Regions from separate parts of the Mus musculus genome. Here regions 2 and 3 are each linked to region 1. Evidence: chromatin contacts called from public Hi-C and Micro-C data. All regions are on one chromosome and are shown on one strand. Each heading gives the region's core, a stretch centred on a gene start, on an enhancer-like site or on the middle of the called end of the contact. The rest is flanking DNA. Distances are from core to core; before and after follow the strand shown. Region 1 holds the start of AI413582 (expressed sequence AI413582). Region 2 holds the start of Kifc5b (kinesin family member C5B). Region 3 holds the start of Ppard (peroxisome proliferator activator receptor delta).

The links. A called contact is a pair of places that touch in the nucleus more often than the background predicts.
Region 2: a Hi-C map of uterus shows a contact between it and region 1, with 4 times the contacts expected there. The contact joins the promoter of Kifc5b here to the promoter of AI413582 in region 1. A contact is called at or near these places in 1 of 39 promoter capture datasets (hippocampal neurons), 1 of 484 Hi-C or Micro-C datasets (uterus) and 3 of 115 datasets of contacts at active chromatin or transcription factors (astrocytes, bone marrow-derived macrophages and epiblast stem cells).
Region 3: a contact with region 1 is called in a Micro-C map of embryonic stem cells, with 4 times the contacts expected there. The contact joins the promoter of Ppard here to the promoter of AI413582 in region 1. A contact is called at or near these places in 3 of 39 promoter capture datasets (embryonic stem cells, neutrophils and pre-B cells), 1 of 484 Hi-C or Micro-C datasets (embryonic stem cells) and 1 of 115 datasets of contacts at active chromatin or transcription factors (embryonic stem cells).

The regions. Positions count from the first base shown.
Region 1 is chr17:27,564,271-27,567,105 of GRCm38.p6, reverse strand. It overlaps AI413582 (expressed sequence AI413582), which reads left to right and starts at 1,379. Exons shown (of 5, transcript NM_001002895.2): 1 at 1,379-1,446; 2 at 2,356-2,544; 3 at 2,696-2,721. The coding sequence starts at 2,434.
Region 2 is chr17:26,915,368-26,918,376 of GRCm38.p6, reverse strand. Kifc5b (kinesin family member C5B) reads right to left here and starts at 1,286. Exons shown (of 11, transcript NM_053173.2): 1 at 1,092-1,286. The coding sequence starts at 1,109.
Region 3 is chr17:28,231,457-28,234,472 of GRCm38.p6, reverse strand. It overlaps Ppard (peroxisome proliferator activator receptor delta), which reads right to left and starts at 1,719. Exons shown (of 8, transcript NM_011145.3): 1 at 1,609-1,719.

The DNA of each region.
Region 1 (2,835 bases), core at 130-2,629:
CACTCATAACCACATGGCAGGCAGGAAGTAGCAAGGGGGGCTAGCTCAGGGTACCTCACATCTGCCCCTTGGGGTTTCTGTGCAAGAATAGGGCACCTAGGCTGTCCCTTGTCCTGATTACCATCTGATTGACTCAGGAGGCTTTGCTTCAGTACCACCAATGTTAGATGGCTTTCAACCTAGGCAGGGGGAGAAGAGGCCTGGGGCAGGACTATAGGTATGTATGCATAAACTATAATGCCCACTCAGAGTAAGTGTAGGTTCCATGCTGTGATTATATGTCCTGCTGGTGTGACGAACGGGCCTTTAATCTCAACACTCTGGCAGTAGAAAGAAGAGGTGGGTGGAGGTGAGGAGGAGGGAGAGAGGGGAGAGGAGGAGAAACGGTGGGAGGGTGGGAGGGAGAAAGAGGTAGCGCTGTTGGTAGAACGCTTGGCTACCATTTGGGAAGCCCAGGATCCCAGCATTTAGGAGGTGACCTGAAGGTAGGAGAATCAGGAATTCAAGATGTCAGGGATACAAGAGAAAGAGGGAGGGGGCTCTGTCCCCCAGCATGGTGATACATGCCTATTTTAGCATCCAGGAGGCTCACACACAGACGCACAGAGAGTTCCAAGCCTGCAAGGATGATCGCCATGAGACTTAGTCACGGACTAAATAAATAAATTTTGTTGCATCCCGTGTTGATATGTGCTTTGCCGGTATCACCTGCTTTGCCTAGTGTTCTCGGGGCACAGAAGAGGGTATTGCATCCTCTGGAAATGGTTGTGAGCCACCTCGTGGGTGTTGGGAACCTAACCTGAGTCCTCAGTAAGAGTAATTAAGTGCTCTTAACCGCTGATCTATCTCTCCCCCCCAAACGTGATCTTCTTACTCAGAGTTGTCCAGTCTAAGTAACTTTAATAATCAGACGATCACAGCTTGGACACAGGCTTACTGAGCTGCCCCTGACTCAAGCAAGTGACCCCGCTGCTCCATCTGTGCTTCCCCTCATCGCACAGTGGGGAAAGTGCTTCAATGAGCTTAGCATTCGGGCCACAGGGATGTGCTGGGCTCCAGTCCCACACCATCATTTCAGTTTCACGGCAACCTGCTTTGAAGACGCGGGGACAGAAAGGAATGAGGCCCTCGGCCACCGCCTCTACCCGCGGACAACCAGTCGCCAGGATCCTGCGGTGACCACTGGCCCCGCCCGCCCGTGTGCAGCCGGGAAAGCGCGCCGTCCCGCAACCTTCCCGCTGCGCGGCCCTCGGTCGCCCCCTGCTGCCGCGGCGTGGACGCTGCAGGACCCCGTCCGGCCCGCCCACCCGCATCCGGATTGGCCACCATGCTGGACTGGGGCGCCAAGGCCCCGCCTTCTCTCCCGCTCCTTTGATCACGCGCTGGAGGACTCTTCCGGGGCCGGGGCCAACCCAAGGTGTTGCTGTCAGGGCTGCACGGCGGGAGGTAAGGCATGGCCGGGTTGGATGGGCAGCAGCGCGCCCGCACGGAGCAGCTTGGGGTGCCGGGGTCCCAAGGTATCTAGGCGGGCATCGGCCCCTCGATATCCCCTCCCCAATACCCCCGATCCTCCCCGCAGCTGGGAACCATCTGCCCACCCAGGCGGGCCAGCAGCATCCTAAGAGTGGCCTCATACCTTTTCGGTTCTGGTTCGCCCCCCTCGGCCTGAGACGGGGAGCTCGCAACTGGGAACTGGCAAAACTGACCCATGGACATGAGGCAGTCAGCCAGTACCTCTTCCTCTCTCTGAGAGTCTGGGACAGGAACTTGAGCCATCTCAGTGCTGCCGCCCGAGGATGATCGCGTTTCTGTCGATGGGGGCGACCCTCTCCACCTCTGCCTGTCAGCCCTGGCCGAGAGGGTAGGGACATAGGCGGAGCCCCGGGTGTACTAGAGGCAGGTGACCTCATCTAGATTAGATACTGTCCATCTGTACACAATGTCCACACTCGTACCTGAGAGCGATGCTGAGGACCGTGGATAGGATTACACCAGGGACAAGGATGCAGGCCTGTGGCTCCTTCATACCGTGGGGGAACGGAACCAGAACCCCTTCACATGATCCTAACTCACCCCTCCACCGCAGTGAAGGCCCAGCTATTTCTTTCTCTCCATTTAGCCGTGCACCTGCACCTAACCTTCCCCAAGCAGTTGATACCTGCAAATGTCTACCAGGCATCCAAGCTAAGCCACACCCTCTTGTTTGTAAGACGCTGGGCCGGAACCAAGCCTGGATGGGATCTGGGCCTGTCTGGTTACCTCGGGGTCATTAGTGTTTGGCTTTAAGTTTTCCGGGATTTCCAGACCTGCTTGTCACCACAGGTACAGCTGATATCCTCCCTTCCTCCTCCCCAGGGAGCCCAGAGGAGGCGCCCTCCCGAGGCCACCACTGCCCATGCAGTCCATCCATTCAGCCATCTGGCTACTGATGTCATGAGTAACACGACAGTGCCCAATGCCCCCCAGGCCAACAGCGACTCTATGGTGGGCTATGTGCTGGGGCCTTTCTTCCTCATCACCCTGGTCGGGGTGGTGGTGGCCGTGGTAAGGAATCCTCAGACTTGCCTGGGGTGGCTGCTGGGTGGGCCTGGTTTGGTGGCCACAGCATCTCGGCTGTTATTAAGGGTGTGGAAGTGGGTCTTGAGACTGGGCAGTGCTCGCCTCCCCAGCCCCATAGTACGTGTCTCTGTTACAGGTAATGTATGTGCAGAAGAAAAAGCGGTGAGTGCCCTAACTCCCTGGTACTAATACCCTTTACCCTAGCAGAAATGGGTTCCTTTCTGGCCCAGTGGTTTGAGGGGAGGAGACACCGGATAGTGCGGGGCTGAGGTTCCT
Region 2 (3,009 bases), core at 37-2,536, 650 kb after region 1:
GGTTTGTTGCTTTTGGTTCAGGGGATTATAGACCCAGGTGTGTTTCTTGGATGCTCCCTAGCACTGCACCACAGACCTCTTCCTTCCAGTTTTAACTCGTACCTTAATGTTGCTCCTCCTAGCTTTCTTCTTCCCCTTCCATCTGCTTGAACCTTTACAGTCCTTCACTCCCTCCCAATAGAGATACAAATTGTATTATGTCTGTCTCCCCAGGGACTGTCAGCTCACTGGTAGCTAGGACTCCTGTCTCCTACATAAGTACAGCTGTGCAGGGCCAGAAGATGCTTGGCAAATACTGCAGGAACAAATCTGAGAAAAACTATTTTACTTTTTAACTGTCACCTGTCACAGTGCAGTGCTCTCCCTTTTGGCTGTGAGTATACCAGAAAGTCTCTTCAAGCTGAACACCGACTGTGAGTCAGTCTAGACTGAAATGCTGGTAAACAAAGAATGCAGGCCGGTCTTTCCTGACACCAGAGAGATCAGTCCATTAATTACCACACACATACGCCTCAGATGCTTGTGGTGGAGAAGGGCACCCCCATAAACTAGTCAGCAGTCCAAATGAGCAAAAGGAAGAGGCAGGCGAGGGAATAAGGATCCTCTGGGCCGATGCCCCCATTTCTCCTCTCCCCTTCCTCTATCTCGATCCAGCAGCAACACAACAGGATATCAGCAAGAAATGTACTTTGCGGACAAGCGACAAGGCTTCTCTCAGAACCCTCGCTTCTCCCACAAGGCGATCTGCAAGAACTGAGAAGCACAAACATGTCGAATCCGCTTGAGAATTCGAAATGGGAAATGCTGGAGGGGGATAAGGGACACGGGATGGTAGCGCCTGCACGACTGGAATGGCGGACCAACGTCGCAGCGACTGTCCTGGGACCTCGCCGTGTGTGTGTGTGTGTGTGTGTGTGTGTGTGTGTGTGTGTGTGTGCCCTCACTGACTCGGCCGCTGGTGTCCTGGGCGCGAGGCGGTGCGACCCTCCCCTGCAGGACGGCTTGCCCCGACCTGTCCCCGGGACTCGGGTCTCCGGGCGGCCGGCCTGCGTCCTCCGCTATTGGCGCCAGGCCGTCACCGCCGCACTCACCTGCGCCTGCACGTCCATGGTGGTCCGCACAGGAAGGGATGCAAAGGCAGCAGGCAGGGTGACGAGACCCGCGTCCTCTCAAGGGCTCGCGCCGCAAAACGTCGGAGCCAGGCCAATTCGCCAGGCCAATCGGCCAAGCCAATCCGCCACACCAGTCACTTTTGAATTTCAACCTCCGCGCAGTCAACGCACTTCAATCCGCAGAGGCCAATCCGCGCCGGCGCTGCGGTCGCGAGCCAATCACGGCGCCCTCCGCCTCCGGGGCCACGCCCCCTGAGTCGCGACTCTTCTAGTCCGCCGGAGCAAGAGAACTAGACCCCTTGGATCCTACTTCCGGATCCGCTCTTCCTTATTTCTCCCTCTCCCCCTCCGGAGCGCGGAGCTAGGCCTCTGGTTGCGTCAGAAGTGCGCGTGTGTGGAGGAGTGGCGTGGGGGAGGCAATACGCATGTGCAAAGGTGCCTGAGCGGTGTCGGGGCGGAGCGAGCGCCACCTAGCGGCTGCTGCTGAACCTGCACACCTCCTCGACAAACCTGTAGACTGGAGACTGTTAAACCGAGGTTGCTCTTGGTCCGCTTTCTCAGGTCCGAAAAGTGGGAGCTGGTTGATGGCGCTGACCTGTCCTCAAAAAAGAAAAAAAGTAAAAGAAAAATTGGAGCCCATATCTGGAGATGTAATAAAGTCATAAGTCTAGAGCAGGTCCGGGAGGATAGCAAACTGGTTATCCCTGAAACTCATATAATGTGGAAGGTGAGAACTAATTCGCCACAAAGTTTTCTGTGCCCCTCCTGCCTCCAATAATATATATTATACATAAACAATATGTATTATATACATAAACATATCTTTACACATATACATAATATATACTCAATAATACCTATTATATATAAGCATATATAATATATATAAATAACATAAATTATATATTTATTTTGTTTTTTCGAGATTGGGTTTCTCTGTGTAGCCCTGATTGTCTTGGAATTCTATTTGTAGAACAGGCTGGCCTTGAACTTAGAGATGCCAGGGCTACCCTGTGCCACCATGCCCAGGTCAATAAACAATCTTTTAGATTAAAAAATCAAAACAAAACTATAAGCCAGGCTTGGTGGCACACACCTTTAATCCCAGTTCCCAGTACTCAGAATGCAGAGGCAGACAGATCTCTTGAGTTCAAGGCCAACCGGGTCTACAAAGTAAATTCCAGGGCAGCCAGGGCTTTGTAGAGAATCCCTGTCTTAAATAAAGAAATACACACATGCATACCTGCATACATACATACATACATACATACATACATACATACATACACACATACATACATAACTGGGTAAATAAACAGTATGTTTCTTGACACCAAGTTGTAAATCTACAGCCCTCTTACTTGAGATGTTTCCAAGTCTACAAATGTTAATGAGGGAACACTAAAAAATTTCTGGTTATAATTTTACAAACTGGTTATAATTTTAAACTAGACAGTATTTCCCTAGTGACTTTCTAGAAAAAAAGCAAAAGTTTTATTGTGTGATAGAATATGAGTTTGTCTTCTACTGAAACCTGTTTTGGGAGTTTATCTTTCTTGGCATGAAGCTTGACAGCAAGGTAAACCAACCTGTGAGATTTTACACATGGGATGGACTGACCTGGCCCCTGCAGCCTTGGGATAGGAGCTGGCTCAGGAAGGACTCTGATGCAGCCAGAGCTCCAAGGCTATCAGCTCTGAGAAGGACACATCTGGACAGCAAAGGGAAAACAAATATCTTCCTTATGTATCAATTAGAATAACAGAGGTTTACCCCCAGCCAGCCCAGGATCCTCACAGTATGTGATCTCAGTGGCTTCTTTGGGGGCTAGGTCAGTCTTCAGCTGTCAGGCAGAGCAGCTGGAGACTGCAGCAGCCACACCCAGAAGGTCTGAGAG
Region 3 (3,016 bases), core at 470-2,969, 670 kb before region 1:
ACAGATGCCCAGGAAACGGAAGGAAAAAGGGCACCGAGGAACCATGCCCAGTGACCAACACAAGAGGCACATTCCGTCAGTGAAAGACAGGAGGTAAACTCAGTCGCTGGACCAAGACCCCAAGATTAAGGGAACAGATGCCCAACAGCCCCAGGGCTAGCAGGCCCACAATCCATTGAAAAACTAAAACGGGAATGTATTCTGGGGCTGGTGAAGTGGCTCAGGACGTAAAGGTGGTTGTCATCATACCTTAATGACCCGAGTCTATTTCCAGGAACCACAATATCGAATGAGAGAGCCACCTCCCAACTCCAGTAAGCTGTGCTCTGACCTACACCCCACCCCACATCCACACCCCACAGAAATAAATAAATGTAACTTGTAAGCAAACATTCTAGAGCCAGTACAGGGAGGAAAAACCAAGTTTAAAACCAAGGGCAGGGCTGGTGAGATGGCTCAGTGGGTAAGAGGTACCCGACTGCTCTTCCAAAGGTCCGGAGTTCAAATCCCAGCAACCACATGGTGGCTCACAACCATCCGTAACGAGATCTGACACCCTCTTCTGGTGTGTCTGAAGACAGCTACAGTGTACTTACATATAATAAATAAATCTTTAAAAAAAAAAAAAAAAAAAACCAAGGGCATAGCTTCTGCTCTTAGCTGTATGGAAAAGGGCAGTGCGTGGAAGGCACCGTATCATGGTTTAAATACATTCCATAATATCCCAAATGAGTCCTGTTTCCTGAAAGGGTGAAAAGAGTTATATGAAGCCTCTGGCTACCCCTGGCACACACCCAACTCAGAGCCGTCTCCCCCAAGGGTTCCTGGAAGTCAACAGACTCATAAAGGGGAAGTATTATAAAGCTGAGATTACGAGGGCCTACCAACTGGCCATCCCTCCCAATACAACACCCAGTGAAACCTGTGACCCGAACAAATCTGGTCAAGCTGGCGCTCAACACCCCACTCCCAGCTCAACTGAAGGTGAAACGGAAGCCTATCGTGCACCTCTGGGTTCTCCTCAAGCAGAGGCATAAAAAAAAAAAAAAAAAAAACTAGAAGCGAGGCAGTCGGGTGACAGGAGGTGAAAAGGACAGGAGATGAGAGCTGAGCCTAAGTGGGGCCTCTGCCGGTAGCCAGGATAGAAGGGGCTCGGATAAACCGGACTGGCTCACAACATCCTAAAGAAGATGGGGAGGGATAGGGCAACCCGAAAACGGGTCAGAGAGGAGGAGAGCACTGACCGACAGGGCAAGGATGGAAGGCTATCGAGGGAGGCAGGAAGGATCTCCAAGGAGGGCCTGGGTAGCGGGACAGCAAGGGAGGCGCTCAGAAAGGGGGTCAGAAGGGAGGTGACATGGGGTTCTTTGGAATTGAGAGGAGATGAAGCCACGGGGCTTTAGAGGGATCAGGGTGGGTGGGAGGAGGGAGGGAGGCCGGCTCCGAGCAACCACAGGGGTCCCTGCGGTGGAGACCCCAGCGGTGGCTCCTCAGCGCGCAAGCCGAGCATAGACGAGCCGCAGAGGCGCGGAAAGCGGCTCTCGGAGCCCCTGACCCCACCATCCACCTCAGCCCGGGCCGCGCTGGCCTCTCCCGATCCGCACGGACCTGTCCCGGCCGCCTCTCGCGCCGCTGCCGCCGTCCCGCAGGCTCCGCAGAATCCCCCAGCTCCTGCCAAAACTTTTCCCATTAATCCCCAGGTCCGCCGCGGCCTGCGGCGTCACACGCTCCCAGCCCCGGCGCCGCCCCCAGCCCCGTGATGTCACCGCGCCGCTGGCTCCCTCCCCCACAACTAAGCACTCGCCCCCGCCCCCTTCCGCCATAGCAGTAGCCAATCGCCGCGCCGCCTGGAGCCACTCCTTTGACAGCCATCGCTCCGCCCACTGCACAGCTGCCCTGGCGCGTCTGCAGCGCCCTCTGCAGTCAGACGTGGGAGCAGCAGCTGAGGAAAGCGCTGGGGAGAAGTTAGGGCTGGTCAAAGCAAGCCTCACGAAACGATATTTAAAGCTTTAAAGCGCGGAAAGAAGGTGGAGGTCATCTAATACAACCTCCTCACTCTTCCTGAGAAGAAACTAGGCATAGACTTGTGTGGTTTGAAGCAAGAAGCAAAGCTAAGGGCGGTGGGGGAAGGAATAGAGGCAAACTGTAATTTTCAGAGGCGCTTGGGAGAGGCATATGGTGGGAGACTTGGGAATGAAAATACAGACGCATACGTTTTACAAAATATCTATTTTTATATGTCAGAGTGTTTTGTCTGCATGTCTGTCTCTGCACCATGTGCGTTCAGTGCCTGCAGAGTCTGGAAGAAGGCGTTGGATCCCCTGGAAGTGGAGTTACAATGGAGAACTTCCATGTAGATGCTGGGAAGCGAGCCTCTTCAAGAGTAGCAAGCGCGATCTTCACCACTGAAGCATCTCTTCAGCACCCCCAATTTTTTAACTGGTGGCTAGTTCAATGGCTCAACGGGTCATCGCTTTGTCTCCAAGCCTGAAGACTTGAGTTCAGTCCCTGGGACTGCCTCCTGAAGGTTATCTTCCAATCTCTACACACCGCATGTGCACTTTCATATACACCCACACAAGAAAAAAGAAAGATCTGGAAGGCATGATGGCACTCTAACTCCAGCACTCAGGAGGTAGAGGACCCGTTTGAGGTCATTTTTAGCAATGGAGAAAGTTTTGGGCCAGCCTGTGCTTATAGGCCTTGTGAAGCCAAATAGAAAACAAATTTTAAAAGAACTTTTCTCCCACTTGAGATTTCTGTCGCTGGATGTCAGGGACCAGACAAGACAAGAACTCTGTACCTGGGCTTGCCTGTCACCCCAACTCATCATATACCACAGAGAGTATGTAGCCAGAAGGCAATCTGTCACTGGCTGGTTTCATCATCCTAGAATGAACAAAACTTGGCTGGCAGGAAAGTCAGCAGGCACCTCCCTCCTCCACACCGCCATTAAAGGTCACCTCTGCCCGGTCTGGCACTCCTTACAGTGCATCCTTAGCTCGCTGGATTGGAG